Regions from separate parts of the Arachis hypogaea genome. Here region 1 is linked to region 2. Evidence: chromatin contacts called from public Hi-C data. All regions are on one chromosome and are shown on one strand. Each heading gives the region's core, a stretch centred on a gene start, on an enhancer-like site or on the middle of the called end of the contact. The rest is flanking DNA. Distances are from core to core; before and after follow the strand shown.

What was found. Hi-C and Micro-C count contacts between places; a contact is called where the count stands out from the background.
Region 1: a contact with region 2 is called in a Hi-C map of an unstated tissue, with 5 times the contacts expected there. The contact joins the enhancer-like site here to the promoter of LOC112697068 in region 2. A contact is called at or near these places in 4 of 8 Hi-C or Micro-C datasets (leaf and an unstated tissue).

What each region holds. Positions count from the first base shown.
Region 1 is chr6:98,086,155-98,093,871 of arahy.Tifrunner.gnm2.J5K5, reverse strand. LOC112697072 (nudix hydrolase 13, mitochondrial) reads left to right here. Exons shown (of 6, transcript XM_025750064.2): 3 at 65-179; 4 at 252-335; 5 at 526-675; 6 at 879-1,363. The coding sequence ends at 1,133. Among protein-coding and RNA genes, the nearest start is that of LOC112697072, 7.2 kb to the left of the region's middle. Within about 2 kb of position 1,606, at least 2 of the 3 cell types and tissues checked have open chromatin away from gene starts, as enhancers often do.
Region 2 is chr6:97,888,512-97,896,017 of arahy.Tifrunner.gnm2.J5K5, reverse strand. It overlaps LOC112697068 (ATP-dependent DNA helicase At3g02060, chloroplastic), which reads left to right and starts at 3,245. Exons shown (of 14, transcript XR_011862519.1): 1 at 3,245-4,847; 2 at 4,996-5,283; 3 at 5,606-5,831; 4 at 6,073-6,318; 5 at 7,129-7,263; 6 at 7,350-7,474. LOC112697069 (potassium transporter 4) reads left to right here. Exons shown (of 8, transcript XM_025750062.3): 4 at 1-123; 5 at 356-408; 6 at 776-890; 7 at 980-1,234; 8 at 1,711-3,104. The coding sequence ends at 2,798.

The DNA of each region.
Region 1 (7,717 bases), core at 357-2,856, 200 kb before region 2:
AGAAGAAATTGTGTGAGATTTGCAAGAGATTCTGATGGTTAAGCTTTCCTTTGCATTGCAACAGGTGTATTCCCTATAGGTGGATAAAGGACAGCACAGATCAAACGGGCGAAACAGAGGAAATGATAGAAGTACTCATGGTTTCTTCGCCGAAACGCGATGATCTTGTATTTCCAAAGGTACTTGATAATGAATTAGATATTATCTATGTCTGCAACAATTCCCTTCATCAGCACTTGATCACTTTCCAGGGTGGATGGGAGGATGATGAAACTGTTACGGAAGCCGCGTGCCGCGAAGCATTAGAGGAAGCAGGAGTTAAAGGACTTCTAAGAGTAGGTTCAATATCCTTCTTGCTCATTCAACTTGTTCACTTATAGTTCTTCATGGTATGTTTATGCACACCTATTAAACTAAGTTAACTAACACAATTATACATTTAATCCATGAAAGCATTAACTGATGATGTCTACTATTGATTTTGATTTCCTTTGACTAATTAGCTGACTTTAATTTCATGTTTAGGAAGTTCCACTGGGAATATGGGAATTCAGAAGCAAAAGCAACCTTGACTTATGTTGCACGGAAGGTGGTTGTAAAGGATACATGTTTGCCATGGAGGTTACCGAAGAACTTCACACTTGGCCGGAGCAAAATAACCGCAGTCGCCAATGGGTAAGTGTAATGTTATGAAGAAAATTCATAGGTCGTGTTTGGTAACTGTTTCAAGACAGAGAGATTTTCTTTTTTTATACCTGTCTTGTTTTCTTAACAAGTTTTCATCTTTCTATTTCTCTGTATTGTTTACATAATAGAATGTATTTCTACATTAGAGAGCAGCTATATCTGAGTCTAAGTCTAATATTTTGTGTTCTCAGTTAAACATAAAGCAGGCATTTAGTCTGAGCCGGTACGAGTGGATGTGTAGCGCGCTCGAGGAGTTTCTTAGAGTCATAGAAGAAGAAAGAAAGCTTGAGAAGCAAGATGAAGATAGCATTGGTTGCCCTTCAAGTCTAGTAGCAGATGTTTCAGAATCTCAAACTATGGCACCGCCTAAGTGCTATAAAAGATCCTCTACTATGCCACACCATAGTATGAATTCTAAGAAAAACATCTTATCATGTGCTTCTTAAGAAATAGCCATCAACTTTAGCTTTTGACATGTTTTCTGGTTTCTGTTTTTTTTTTTTTTTTTTTTTTTTTTTATGTAATGAATCAATGTTGAAAGGAAGTAAGCAACATCTTCAACTGATGTTTATTTTCTTCAACACACTTTGTTCCTAAGAGAACCTTGTAAAAAATGTGAAAAAAAAAGAAGAAAAGATTCATGATATTTTAACCTTTCACTTTCTATTTAGAACAATTGATTTCATTGTCAACAATAATGATTAGTATTGGTGTTACTCTCTTTTGCTACTCGTTTCTGCGTCTCTTTACTTTGAATGGAAAACATGTTTTCCTAACTAATTAAAATTGAATCAGTTTGCCAAGGTCTCTTAACACAAAAAGTATGATTGCAAGAGCAGTGGTCAGAAGTTATGTTCAGAAGCCCTCTTGTCAAGATAGGAGGATTATTTGTTAATCTGAAGTAGTCAATGGAATGTTAATAAAATATTTTGGTCAATGGATTTTATGGGCCTAATGATATTTCGGCCGGGCTTGTTGGGCGCTGCCTAAAGAGGCGGCGGAAAGAATATGGGAGGACTGTTTATATTTTAGAACCCATAACTTCAAAATAAAAACATGTTGTCCAAAAAAAAAAAACATATCAGTGGCGTGAAGAACAAAAAAATTAAAAAGCAGTAACGTTGTGCTGCATTTAAAAAAAAAAAGGCAAATTCTTTTGATGGCTTTGAGTTTGGTGACGAATTTGTCGAACTTGTTTTTTATTGTAAATATTAAATATTAATTTTTATCTCTTTTTAATAAATTAGACAATTATGAATTTGTTTGGGTAAACTTTTAACAAAAAATTTTTTTTTAACTTATCTTTCTTTAAAGAATTTTGTTTTCTTGTGCTCTACGAACATAGGTGGGGTGACAATGGGTAGGTTAGAATAGGGTTTGAACCCAACCCTAATCTTACTGCGGGTATTTAACTCTATCTGCGAATTTTCACAAATATGCAATATTATTATATAACCTAACGAGCATGCAAATTAAAAATTTAATACAAACAACACAATTATCTCATAAATAACACAATCGTCCCATAAACAACATAACCATCAAATGTTCAATTATACATAAAAGTGTTTGCTTAAATTAATAACACAAACACAAAATAAATGTTGTGATATAATATTGTATCACTAAAATAGAATTAGTTTTCATATAAACAAAAGTGTTAAACTATCAATTGAGAATCTTGATTCAATGATAAAAATCTTTTGCAATAAGTGAGAGGTCTTTCTTCTTTGATTCAACACATACCTATAATATATACATATATAGGGTGCGGATTAGTCGGGTAGGTTTGAGACTCAACCCATATCCTACCCAATCCGTGCTCAAACTCGCTCCGCACTCAACCCAACTTGCAGCAGATCGAGTTAGCAACCCTATCCAATCAAGTTGGGTACTTGGGGTTAAGGTGCATGCTACCACCACTAGGCATAAATTAAGCATACCATAAACAAAAGAAAATAATGCTATTTATTGTTTTTATGCATTGAAAACATAAAAAAATTAATTTTTGCAATAAATAGCATTAAAACATATCTTTTTATGGTATGCTTAACCTATGCTCTTAGGACGCAAGATAGCAAAATCTTTTTTTAAAAGATCTTTTAAAAAGTAAAAATAATTTTATGTTTTGATGTTTCATGTAAAAAGATTTTTTTATTTATTAATTATATTTAAATTACAACAAGATAAAAGTACTTTTTTTTGTTTATTTATTATGTGAAAATATTTTTTTTAAATATATTTAAGAAAATATAAATTATAGTTTTTCAAAAAATATATTTTTATTTTTTTAATATTTTTATTTTTATTATTAAAAATTTGTTAAATATATTAAAATAAAAAATATATTTTTTATTAAAAAATATCTTTTTCTACGTATTTAATAGCACCAAAATAAATACTATATATAAACACCATAGCAAGCATTTAAAAAAATTGAAATTAATAAAAAATAAAAAAGTTAATAATTATTGAAACTATTGTAGCCAGGAACGGATCCAGAAATGATATTATGGGGGGCCAATAACACATATAATATTAAAAATTATGTAAAAAAATTATATAATATAAGATGTATTACAAAAATATATTGACAAAGAATATATTTTAAAGTAAAAAGAAATATGTGTATACTTTTTACTAACGAAATAGTCGATTCTTCATATCATAAAATTCACCGATAATAGAATTTGTGTAAAATTTTTCAGTAATTTTCTTTTCAATATAATTAAAAGAAAATTATCAAGAAATTCATCTTTTATTTTGTTTCTAAGTTATTTTTCACAATATTCATAGTTGAAAAAGATCTCTTAATTGTAGCAGTTGAAACAGAGAGAATTAATACCAAATGAATAAAAAAAGACGGCTATAAGAAGAAAAAAAATTCACTTTATGATATTTGAAATTTTTTATTTAATTAAAAAATATTAGTAATAATATCTTTTTCAAATTTCTTTAATATTGTTACTTACTTTTTAGATAAAAATTATTAATATTTAAATTAGACTGAATTTTTATTTATACTATACTAAATACTAAATATTTTTTAAAAAAATTAAATTATACATAATAATTTATTACTCTTAAAAAAAGTTGGGGGGCCGAAACCGAGACCGCCACTCGCCCCCTTATATCCGTCCCTGATTGTAGCATTTCTAGTGGCTAAAAGAAGAATTATTGGGTGGCCAACCAGGTAAATGTAACGGATGGAGAAAGTTTGCTAGTATGATATTTTTCATAAAAAAAGTACAGGAGTTGTTGTTTTGTGAATTTACTAGCTTTTATGAGTTTCCGTTAATAAAATATTCCTTTTTCAGTTATTGTTGATGTGGGGGCATGTAAAGGAGGATAAATCAAAACAGGCCCAATTTGAATATTGGTACCTAACTAATATATAAGTATAACCCGTGTATTTAATTAAAAGAATAAAGTATTGTAGTCCAAAGAAAAATTTTTCTCTTTCGGCCTTAGGCCTCTAATGTAAAAGAAAAAAGTTAGGATTAAGTACAATTTTGATCCTTAACGTATAAGCTAAAAATTTATTTTGTTCTTAATTTTTTTTGCTACAAAATAATTCTAAAAATTTTAATTTATTTTAAAATTGTCTTTTTCATCAAATTTTTTATTTTTATTACTATTTGACTCCTAACTAAAAAAATTATAAAATAAAAAAAAGAAAGAAAGGGAACAGGGAAGAAAGAGAATGGGGAAGAAAGAGAAGAACCGGAAGAGAGTCGCGGGAGAGGGGGTGTGGGAAAAGTTGCCATCGCACCGCCGCCTGTGATGGAGAGTGGGGAATCTCCACGCCGCCGCTGCCACGGCTACTTCCTCGCGTCGCCACCACTGCCGCAGTCTTTTCCACGCGATCTGCCACCACTACCGCATCTCTCCTCTCCTCGCGATTCGCAGTTCACCGCCGCAGCCCCTCCTCTCCCACCACCACTGCAACCCTTTTTTCTTTAATTTTTCTGTTTTTGCTTCTCCTTTTGGTTTTGCTTTTGTTTTTGCTTTGATTTCATTATCCATTGTTATTGGTGTTGTTCTTCTAGTTGTTGTTGTTTCATTGTTGTTGTTGTTGTTTCACTGCTTGCTTCTGTATTCTGTTTCTGCATTCTGCTTCTGTTTTTGCATTTTGGGAAAGATGGGGGAAGGACATTTTTGTCCTAAGGTCAATTTTTAAACAAACTGAAATCTTAGGGACCATTTTGTAGTGAAAAAAAGGTTGGAGATGAAATAAATTTTTGGCCTCTATGTTAGGGACCAAAATCGTACTTAACCCAAAAAGTTACTATATGTGGATGAACCCTTAATGTGTGTGGATGGGTCATGGGTGTGTGAGTAGTGTCATAATCATATCTTAGAAAAATTATCAGTTATTCCGTTGTATTTTAATGGAAGACTGATGTTCCGTGTACGAACAAGTAACTGATGGACATTTATCTTGTAGTGAAGTGTTTAAGTACGAAAATATCCTCGAATTAAAAGGTGCAATGTCTGGATTGACCAACTGAGAGTGGATTTTGGTATTGTGGCTTCTAGTGGCCAACTAGAAGTTTTATGGTAAAACAAAATTAGAAAAGTGTATTTTCCTCCCGTTAGGTTTTTTGGGGCGTTTGGAGTGATAGTTGGTTTTCATTTTGAAGTGGAGATTGCGATCTGATGCTGCTGTGATTAGATGTTTGTGTATTGCCAGAACAAACTGAGAGTAGGACTGGATCCTTGAGGCATTGCAATTTCTTATAATTTAACTATGAAATATTTTTTCCATTTGCAATTTTTGGATTTGTGTTTGGTATTCCTATTGACGTGCATATTTGTTAGCCTAAAATTCTAAAGTCGTGGTATTTATAGTTGATTGGTTGCTTCTATAGTTGGAGTTTTTAGTTGGGAGGTGTATTTACGATTGGACAGCGAAGGCAGGTGTAGATTGTCGTTAGCATTGTGTGAATAGTTAACAATTTTACTGGTTAGCGTACATAAGGAAGAGAAGTAAAAGGCATGTTAGTTGGCGGCTGGACCGTCAAGTCTTGATAAGAAATATTTAGAAGGAATATGGTAGTGGCAGGGACGGACACAAAGGGAGGCGAGTGGAGGCCTCGCCCCCTCAACTTTTTTTAAATAATAATAAGTTATCAAATATGATTTAATTTTTTAAAAAATATATTTAGTATTTAGTGTAGTATAAATAAAAGTCCAATCCAACCTAAATATTAATAATCTCTAGTATCTAAAATAAGAAACAATATTAAAAAAATCTAAAAAAGATATTATTACTAATGTTTTTTAATTAAATAAAATTGTTCAAATCCTATAAAGTAGATTCTTTTTCTTCTTGTGACTGTTTTTCTTGATTTGTTTGGTATTAATTCTCTCTGTTACAACTGCTACAATTGAGAGATCTTTCTCAGCTATGAATATTGTGAAGAATAACTTAGAAACAAAATAAAAGATGAATTTCTTGCTAATTATCTTTTAATTACATTGAGAAGAAAATTACTGAAAGATTTGACACAAATTCTATTATCAATGAATTTTATGATACGAAGAATCAGTCATTTCATTAGTAAAAAGTACACATATTTTTTGTACTTTAAAATAATTCTTTGAAAAAAGAATAAATAGGTCCTTGATCTTTTGATCTGCAGACATTTAAGTCCTCGAGGACTTGAAAATTAAGTCTCCGATCTTTTTAAAACCTAGACATATTGTTCCCTCATGTTCACTTGGGTCTATCAGACTCAACAGAAAAATTAAACGTGACTCCCGTTGTACTGACCTGGTTGATACGGATGCACATGTGACAAAGTTTTTTAAAATTGGACAAATTAGACTTAGGGATTGATATATTCAGATTTTGAAGAGGTTAGGGACTTAAATGTATTTTTAAATCTTTAGGAACTTAAATATCCGCGAACCGAAAAGTCAGGGATCGATTTGTCATTTTCTCTAATTCTTTATCGGTATATTTTTATAAATACATCTTACATTATATAATTTTTTTATATATTTTTTAATATTATATGTATTATTGGCCCCCTCTCCCATGATAATACTCCTAAATCCATCCTTGTAGTGGTAGGTGATTCTGTGTGAATAACCATCGATAACCCGTTATCCCAAAAGGATTTGGGTTAAAGATGTAAGTTGTTTGTTGTAAAATAGGATGTTTAGCAACATGTGGGGTCTTGGCTAGATGGAAGCGGGTGGTAGTTGGAGGTTAGGTTCAGTGCTTGGAGTTTGTAACATTGTTGCATTAATAAGTTGTTTTTGTTGATGCCGGTGTATAGATGGGTACGAGTTTCTAATTTGATGACTGTATATGCAACATGATGCAAGGAATTGTTTTTGATATGTTTTTTAAGATTATTGTTTGTGGATAGTTTTATTGGCCTGGATCGTGAGATGGCATTATGTAGGAGGAGTGCACCTAGATTTGGAAGTCTGTTAGTCGATGTGGAGGAGGTTGTGAGTGAAGATGCAGAGATGATCAGCAATGTTCAGGTAAGAAGAAGGAGTCTGAATTATACTAAATACCATGTACAATAACTTTTGTTTGAATGATGTTGTGGCTTAATGTTTTTTTTTCCAAAAAGAAGGCTTGGATATTGGGATGGAGAAATTTTGCTACGATGGAGATTCTTTTAACGAAGCGCAGGGTAATTTTAATAGGTTAGAGGCAGGATTGCAAAGTGCATAGGATGTGTTGAAGTTGAAGTTCAGTTGTCTAAAAGAGGTAACAACTTTCTATGAAAAGTATACCCGAGCAAAGGGTTTTGCGATACAACAGGGGAAGAAACTAAAGAATAAGAAAGGGGAGTTTGTTAGGTATATGTATTTGTACAACCAACAAGGTTTCAGAGACAAGAAATTGCTAGAGAAGCAAGATAGGAAGAAGGAGCACAAAGTCGTTACTCAGAGTGGATGTCCTGTTGAAATGCGAATAAAACCAAATGCTGAGACAGGAAAGTGATTTGCGTCACGCTTTGTGGATTATCATAACCACAACCTCCTCCCTAGAAAGTTTATAGCC
Region 2 (7,506 bases), core at 1,996-4,495:
ACACAATTTTTTGGAATCCTAGAATTGTTCGTGCATTATCCCCATACTATCTCATCAAGTTCTTTATCAAGACTGGTAAAGAAGGTTGGATTTCTCTTGGAGGGATACTTCTCTGTATCACTGGTATGTTAGTTCTGATCCTTTTTAACAGTTATATCATAGAATATGCTCTATAGTTTGTAGGGATGTTATGCATGATGTATTGATGTTCCTTGTTCTATTTACAATTGTATAAATTTAGTCAAAATTTGAGTTACTAGAACTGTAAAACCTGAGGTTTTAAGAAACTCAGATGCTATACTATACTAAATTACTAACTATTTGAGTTTTTTTTTTTTTTTTTTTACCTCACCAGGAACTGAAGCTATGTTTGCAGATCTTGGTCATTTCACTGCTACATCGATAAGGGTGAGAAAAACTTGATGCTGAATTTCTTGCAACTGTTGTTATGAATTATGATGTTATGATTCTTATTGCTTTAGCTGTCCAATCGTGTCACTAGTCTTGTTGGGCTGAGATTGTACCAGTTGCACTATGCTGGTACATGGCTTAAAGTATTATTAGAAATAAGGAGTACTTATAGTTGAGTGTTTTCTTTCTCCTTTTTTTTTTTCTTGTTTTTCTCTTTCCCTCTTATCCACCATTTTCTCTATGATATCAACATAATCAAATTGATCTTAGTTTTACAAATTACTACTATTTTCTGGGAAAGCAACAATAAGTAGTACATGCTCAATTGTCAAGAGATTCCTTAATATTTTCCTCCCTTTTGCAGATTGCATTTGCGTTTGTTATATACCCTTGTTTGGTGGTACAGTATATGGGCCAAGCTGCTTTCTTGTCTAAGAACCTTCAATCTATTCATAACAGTTTTTATGATTCAATACCTGGTTGGTCCATTCATTACTCTCATTCGTTAATACTGCTTTGAGAATTCAGTAATTTAGTGCAATTGCTAATATTTTTGCTTCTCCTGCAGAACCTGTATTTTGGCCTGTTTTTGTTGTTGCCACCCTTGCTGCTATTGTTGGGAGTCAAGCTGTTATAACCGCAACTTTCTCTATCATCAAGCAGTGTCATGCACTTGGCTGCTTTCCACGAGTTAAAGTTGTCCACACTTCAAAACATATATATGGGCAAATCTACATCCCAGAGATAAACTGGATACTCATGATCCTGACTCTTGCAATAACCATTGGATTTCAAGACACGACTATAATTGGAAATGCTTACGGTAATATAAGGTTCCCTGCTCAAAAAAGCGTACACCAACCCACCCCCCACCCCCCTCCCACAACCACACACACACACACACACACAGACATTTGTCACTTTTTCACTTTACCGAAATCCTCATCTTAGAGGATCTTTTTCCTTGTGAGTATGGTAATTTTCTGTTCATTTGCTTCAGATCATTGTTTTCCTCTGATTATATGTTTGGATTGATAGTTCAATTAGTCAAAGTCCTAATAGTTGTTATGAAGGAACAACAATACAATAATTACTGGCTTGTGGATGTGAAAATAATGATAGTATGGTTAATATCCCAGCCCTTTATTTTTTTTTTTTTTCTGTTTTCTAGTTTGATGTGTTACAATTCCTGCTCTGCTACCTTGAATTCAGGAGTTTCTGCTAACAATGTTGTTACAAATTACAGTTTGAATGTCGGTTTTTTTCGTTTTGAATTTAATTCATGGCATTGATTTACAGGACTCGCATGTATGACTGTAATGTTTGTGACGACCTTTCTGATGACTCTGGTCGCAATCTTTGTCTGGCAAAAAAGTGTTGTGATTGCTATAGCATTCCTTTTATTCTTTTGGGTGATAGAGGGCACCTATCTATCAGCAGCATTCATGAAAGTGCCTCAGGGAGGATGGGTCCCTCTTGTCTTATCCTGCATCTTCATGGTTGTTATGTATGTATGGCATTATGGTACTCGAAGGAAGTACAGCTATGATCTTCACAACAAAGTTTCATTGAAGTGGTTACTGGGTTTGGGCCCAAGCCTTGGCATTGTTCGAGTCCCAGGAATAGGTCTCATCTACTCAGAACTAGCAACTGGAGTTCCTTCAATATTTTCCCATTTTGTAACGAATCTTCCTGCCTTTCACAAGGTGTTAGTTTTTGTCTGTGTGAAATCAGTCCCTGTTCCATATGTCTCCCCAGAAGAAAGATTCCTTATTGGTCGAGTTTGTCCAAGACCTTATCGAATGTACAGGTGCATTGTCAGATATGGGTACAAGGACATTCAAAGGGACGATGGAGACTTCGAGAACCATCTAATACAGAGTATAGCAGAGTTTATACAGAGGGAAGCAGAAGAACCACAGTACTCAAGTTCTGAAAGCTCTTCGCTCGATGGGAGGATGGCTGTTATAAGTACCAGAACTTTAGAATCCACTGCAAGCTTAATAGTTTCCGAGATTGAGGAAATTGGTGTGGACAGCTCCATCCCCAGCAGTAAATCTGTAACCCTTCGCAGCTTGCAATCGGTTTATGATGATGAAAGTCCACAAGTTAGAAGGCGTCGAGTAAGATTTCAGCTACCAAGCAATCCTGGTATGGATCCTGCAGTTAGGGAAGAACTTGTGGATTTGATTCAAGCTAAGGAAGCTGGGGTTGCTTATGTATTGGGGCACTCATATGTTAAGGCTAGGAAATCATCCTCATTCTTGAAGAAGCTTGTGATTGATATCGGTTACTCATTTCTACGCAAGAATTGCAGGGGTCCTGCTGTGGCTCTTAACATTCCTCACATCAGTCTCATTGAAGTTGGAATGATATACTATGTTTAGTTTCTTGGTAAAATTTGATATACAACTTCTTCCTGGCTGTATCGAATCTATGCTCCAGGCTATAGGTGTTATTTTTATTGCCTCGCTCATGGAAAAATGAGTATGGCAGAGGAGGGTCTCTCTGAGAAAAACGCTTGTAAGGTTTATGCTGCTCTCCTAATGTGTAATTATATTATATAGTTGCAATAATTTTGTATTAGAAGTTTTTTTTTTTTTGGGTGAGTATTAGAAGACTCAACTTAGAAATGATCTTTCTCCTTTCCTTCTGATTATTTATTTAGTAAAAGTGTTATTTGCGCACCTAAATTATGTCCAATTAGCACATACCAAAGGGCACTTTTCCTCGAACTGCTCTCTTCCATTTCTTCCACAAATCCACAATCTTAGTGCTTCTGGCGTTTACCCCAATAGTTGTGATAATGCTGAGGGGCCTGGATCAAAAGAGATTCTGGTAATACTAACCCTACCCTCATTGTTCGGGCGTTGCGGTGTATTTGGAATGGGCAAAAACTGATGATCACTGGCCCCTTCCCTTGCTGTCCCATTATGCTCGCTTCTCAGCCTTGGAATTCCAGGCTCTACTGCAGCATGGCCAGCTTATGAGCCATCACTCAATCTCTTTTCGCTGGTCTCCACCTCCTTTAGTGTTTGTGAAAGTTAACTCTGATGGAACTGTTCTCATGGAGCCTCAACAGTCTGCCTTTGGCACCGTCATTCGCAATGCAGACGGCAGCTGGGTGAAGAGCTGCTCCGGAACTTGTCTGCATCATCGGCCTCTTCATGCAGAGCTGCTGACTATTTGTTGCAGTTTGCAACTAGCTTGGGAGTGTGGTTATCGGGGTGTTTATTGCGCAGAAGCTCGCAATCTTTGATCTAGCAAAATTGTTCCACAACACCACATAGAGGGGCTTTCTTCTCAAGATCGCTCTGAGACTGGACTGGCAGTTTTGCTTTACTTTGGTGTCTTGCTCTGTGAACGAACCAGTGGATATCATGGTTAGGAAGGTTCTGATGGAAAGAACCTACGTTGAGTGGCTTCAGCCAACATGCTTATGCTTATAGATAGCTATTCTCTTTTACGAAAGAACGGCCTGAAAATAAGTTATTCCTCTAAAGCCAGCATAACACAGGGCGATGGTACATTTAGAGAGTGCTCAAGGATAGCCCTGTGAAAGCATTGATGGTTGGCTAATCCAACCTAAGAGCTCTGCACAATTACTAAAGAAAATGTTAATTTATTGCATGCCTGATACAAAGTGATAGTTCCTCGGGCCTCCGCTCAAAGGAGGAATTGGAATTCGAAGATATCCCTCTTATTTCCCTTTTCTTTTTATTTTTTGGTCTTGAAACTAGTAATTCGTTTCTTTTTTGTTTCTACTTTCTGAAAGAGGAACCAAAACCGCAGGCCCATTAAAATATATAAAATAAGTAAATAAATAAAAGAAAAGAAAAAAAATATCCTGCACAGCCTCTTATGTCTTATCTCAACCCCAGAAAAATTAATTTGACAAAATATTTTTGATATTAAAGCTGGAAGTTGAGTTACGATGATATAAGATATTTGTTCCCTGTTTGGGCAAAACCCCTCCAAAACCTCCAACATTCATCTCTGAATTTGATTCTATCTTCTCAAAATACGCATTCTTCACAAAACTTTTCCAATGACCCATTTCCATTCTTCCCTCTGAAAACCACACACGACTCTCCTCTTTACATGGCTTCACTCCTTCCAGCTCCACACTTTTCCACACCCCTTATCTCCAAGCTCACTTCTTCCCCCAAAACTTGGAAACTCTTCATCCTCCCCCACCCTTTATACCCTATAGCCCTTCACATCAAGAAGAAAAACGTACTTCTTTTTCCCACCAATGCATTCTATACGCAAGGGGTCTATGCCCCTTCTTCTTCCCCTTCCGAATTGCGGAACAGAACAGAGAAAAAGAATGAGCTTGAGAATGACCCAATTGCCTTGCTTAACGAGAGAATTCGTCGTGACTATGGCAGCAGGGAGGTTTCAAGAACTGTTATGGACTCAGAGGAGGCTGATAGGTACATACTATGCTTCACAAATAAGTATTGAGTACAATATGAATCAGCCATGAACTTAAGGAGTTTAAGATTACAGTATTTGCTAAATCATACGTATATGAATACAGTTAGCAAACGCGAGTGAAAATGAGACATTTGTGTAATATAGGTACATACAGATGGTGAAGGAGCAGCAGCAGAAGGGGTTGCAGAAGCTGAAGGGTGAGAGGAAGGAAGGGAAAGATGGTACCTTCAGCTACAAGGTTGACCCTTATACGCTTCAATCCGGTGACTATGTTGTTCACAAGAAGGTTGGCATTGGGAGGTTTGTTGGGATCAGGTTGGATGTTCCAAAGAATTCTACAGAACCTACTGAATATGTTTTCATCGAGTATGCTGATGGGATGGCGAAGCTTCCTCTTAAGCAGGCATCGAAAATGCTCTATAGATATAGTCTGTGAGTTTTCCTTGCCCTCTTACTCTTACCTTTTTTGTTATTGTAATGTAATTCATATATATAGAACAAGTCAGTTAGCTAGACATTTCAATAGAGAGATATTGCACAATCATGGTCGTCGATGAAAAAATTGATGGTTGAGATTGAGAATTTTGCATGATACAAGAACCATAAGTGTGCCATAATTTCTTTTGATGCAAACACTTTACCCTGTTAAGGCACTTTAGAGAAGCTAGTATTTTGTTTGGCTAGTAGTCAATTGTGTTTGGAGAATTGTTTTGATTTGGTCATGATCGTGTCAAATTTTGGTGTGCCTTGGCAGTCCAAACGAGAACAAAAGACCTCGGACATTGAGCAAGTTAAATGATATTAGTAGTTGGGAGAAAAGAAAGATTAAGGGGAAGGTTGCGATACAGAAAATGGTCGTTGACTTGATGGAGCTCTATCTACATAGGCTCAAACAGAGAAGACCGCCTTACTCGAAAAGTCCTGCCATGACTGAATTTGCTGCTCAATTTCCTTATAAGCCTACACCTGATCAACAACAGGTGACATCTTAGTAAATGCTATGTGTTTAGATGGAAGGGGAATTGTTAATTATGATTTTATATTCTAATTTTAATTTGTTATTTAAAATTTTTAAATAATTACATGTTATGTTCTAAGGCATTCACGATAAATCAGAATTTATACATATACATATTCACATTTATTTCAATATGACATGTTTATTTGATGCTTATGAGTTATTTCCATCTCTTCCAAATACGTACCTTTCTATCTGTCCAGGCTTTTATTGATGTTGAGAGGGATTTGACAGAGCGAGAAACTCCAATGGACAGATTAATTTGTGGAGATGTTGGTTTTGGCAAAACTGAGGTTGCACTACGTGCTATCCACTGTGTTGTGTCGGCGAAAAAGCAAGCAATGATTCTAGCACCGACTAGAGTTCTAGCAAAACAACATTTTGATGTTATATCTGAACGCTTTTCTGTATATCCTAATCTCAAAGTTGGACTACTAAGCAGGTTTCAGGTATGGCCGAGTTTTCTCTTTTTCCCATTTTTATTATAGTTAAATACTCAAATATATCTAATTTTATGAAGTATGGAGATTATAGTTTAACTTATTTCGTAGTCAAATAAGAATAACAATATGCTTTCATCCAGTTGAGTTTGTTAAGAACTCTCTCTAATGCTAAGTCAAAATATCCATAAACTATAATCATGAGCTAAACTGAATACATGTCAGTTTTTGGTTGAAGTAACACTTCCCTGCACTAACAACACAGTTTCCACTTATTGGATAAACGTGATGTCTTTTCAGTAGCTCTTTTTTGTGAAGAACCCTATCAGTGCATCAAATTGGAAGTTTCTGACTTTAAATGATATATTCTTTATTTTGCTCGCTGGATATATATTTCATTGCCTACTCATTTTTTATGGAAACGATTCCTTCTTCTGGTTTGGCATCTCCATTTATAAAGGGTGTTATTTTATGCTCAGTGTTCAATTATATTAAAATTTTCTTTCATTTCCATTTTCATGGCTATTATATGACAATACATGATGTACTTCTGCTACATATATACGTAATCGAGTGGTGCATGGTATCACGACTTTTAGTCTGGATATGTCTTGCTTCCTCATTTTTTATATATATTAATCTAGCTTTTCTTTAAAATTGGTGGCATAAGTACATTGTAGGAATTGATATTTAGCCAATTATTAAGTTCAAGAAATATGAGCTGCATCAAGGGAAAATGTTATCATCTTGGTGGATATTTATGAATAATTAGCAACATGTCTATCAATTTTAGACTATGTGATTTATCACTACTTGCAGACCAGAGCAGAGAAAGAAGCACAATTGGACAAGATTAAGAATGGTGACCTGGACATTGTTGTTGGAACTCACTCGCTTCTTGGAGATCGTGTTGTATATAACAAACTTGGCCTGCTCGTGATCGATGAGGAACAGGTTTGCCAATTCTTGGCAATAGTTGTTTCCCTTGCAACTACAGTCCTATTGCTTTTCTCTACTAAGTAATGAGTTATGCATTGCAGAGGTTTGGTGTCAAACAGAAGGAGAGGATTGCTTCTTTTAAAACTTCGGTGGACGTACTTACTCTATCGGCAACCCCTATCCCGAGAACTCTCTATTTAGCCTTGACAGGGTTTCGTGATGCTAGGTAACTAGCCTTAACAATTTTATTTTCACCTT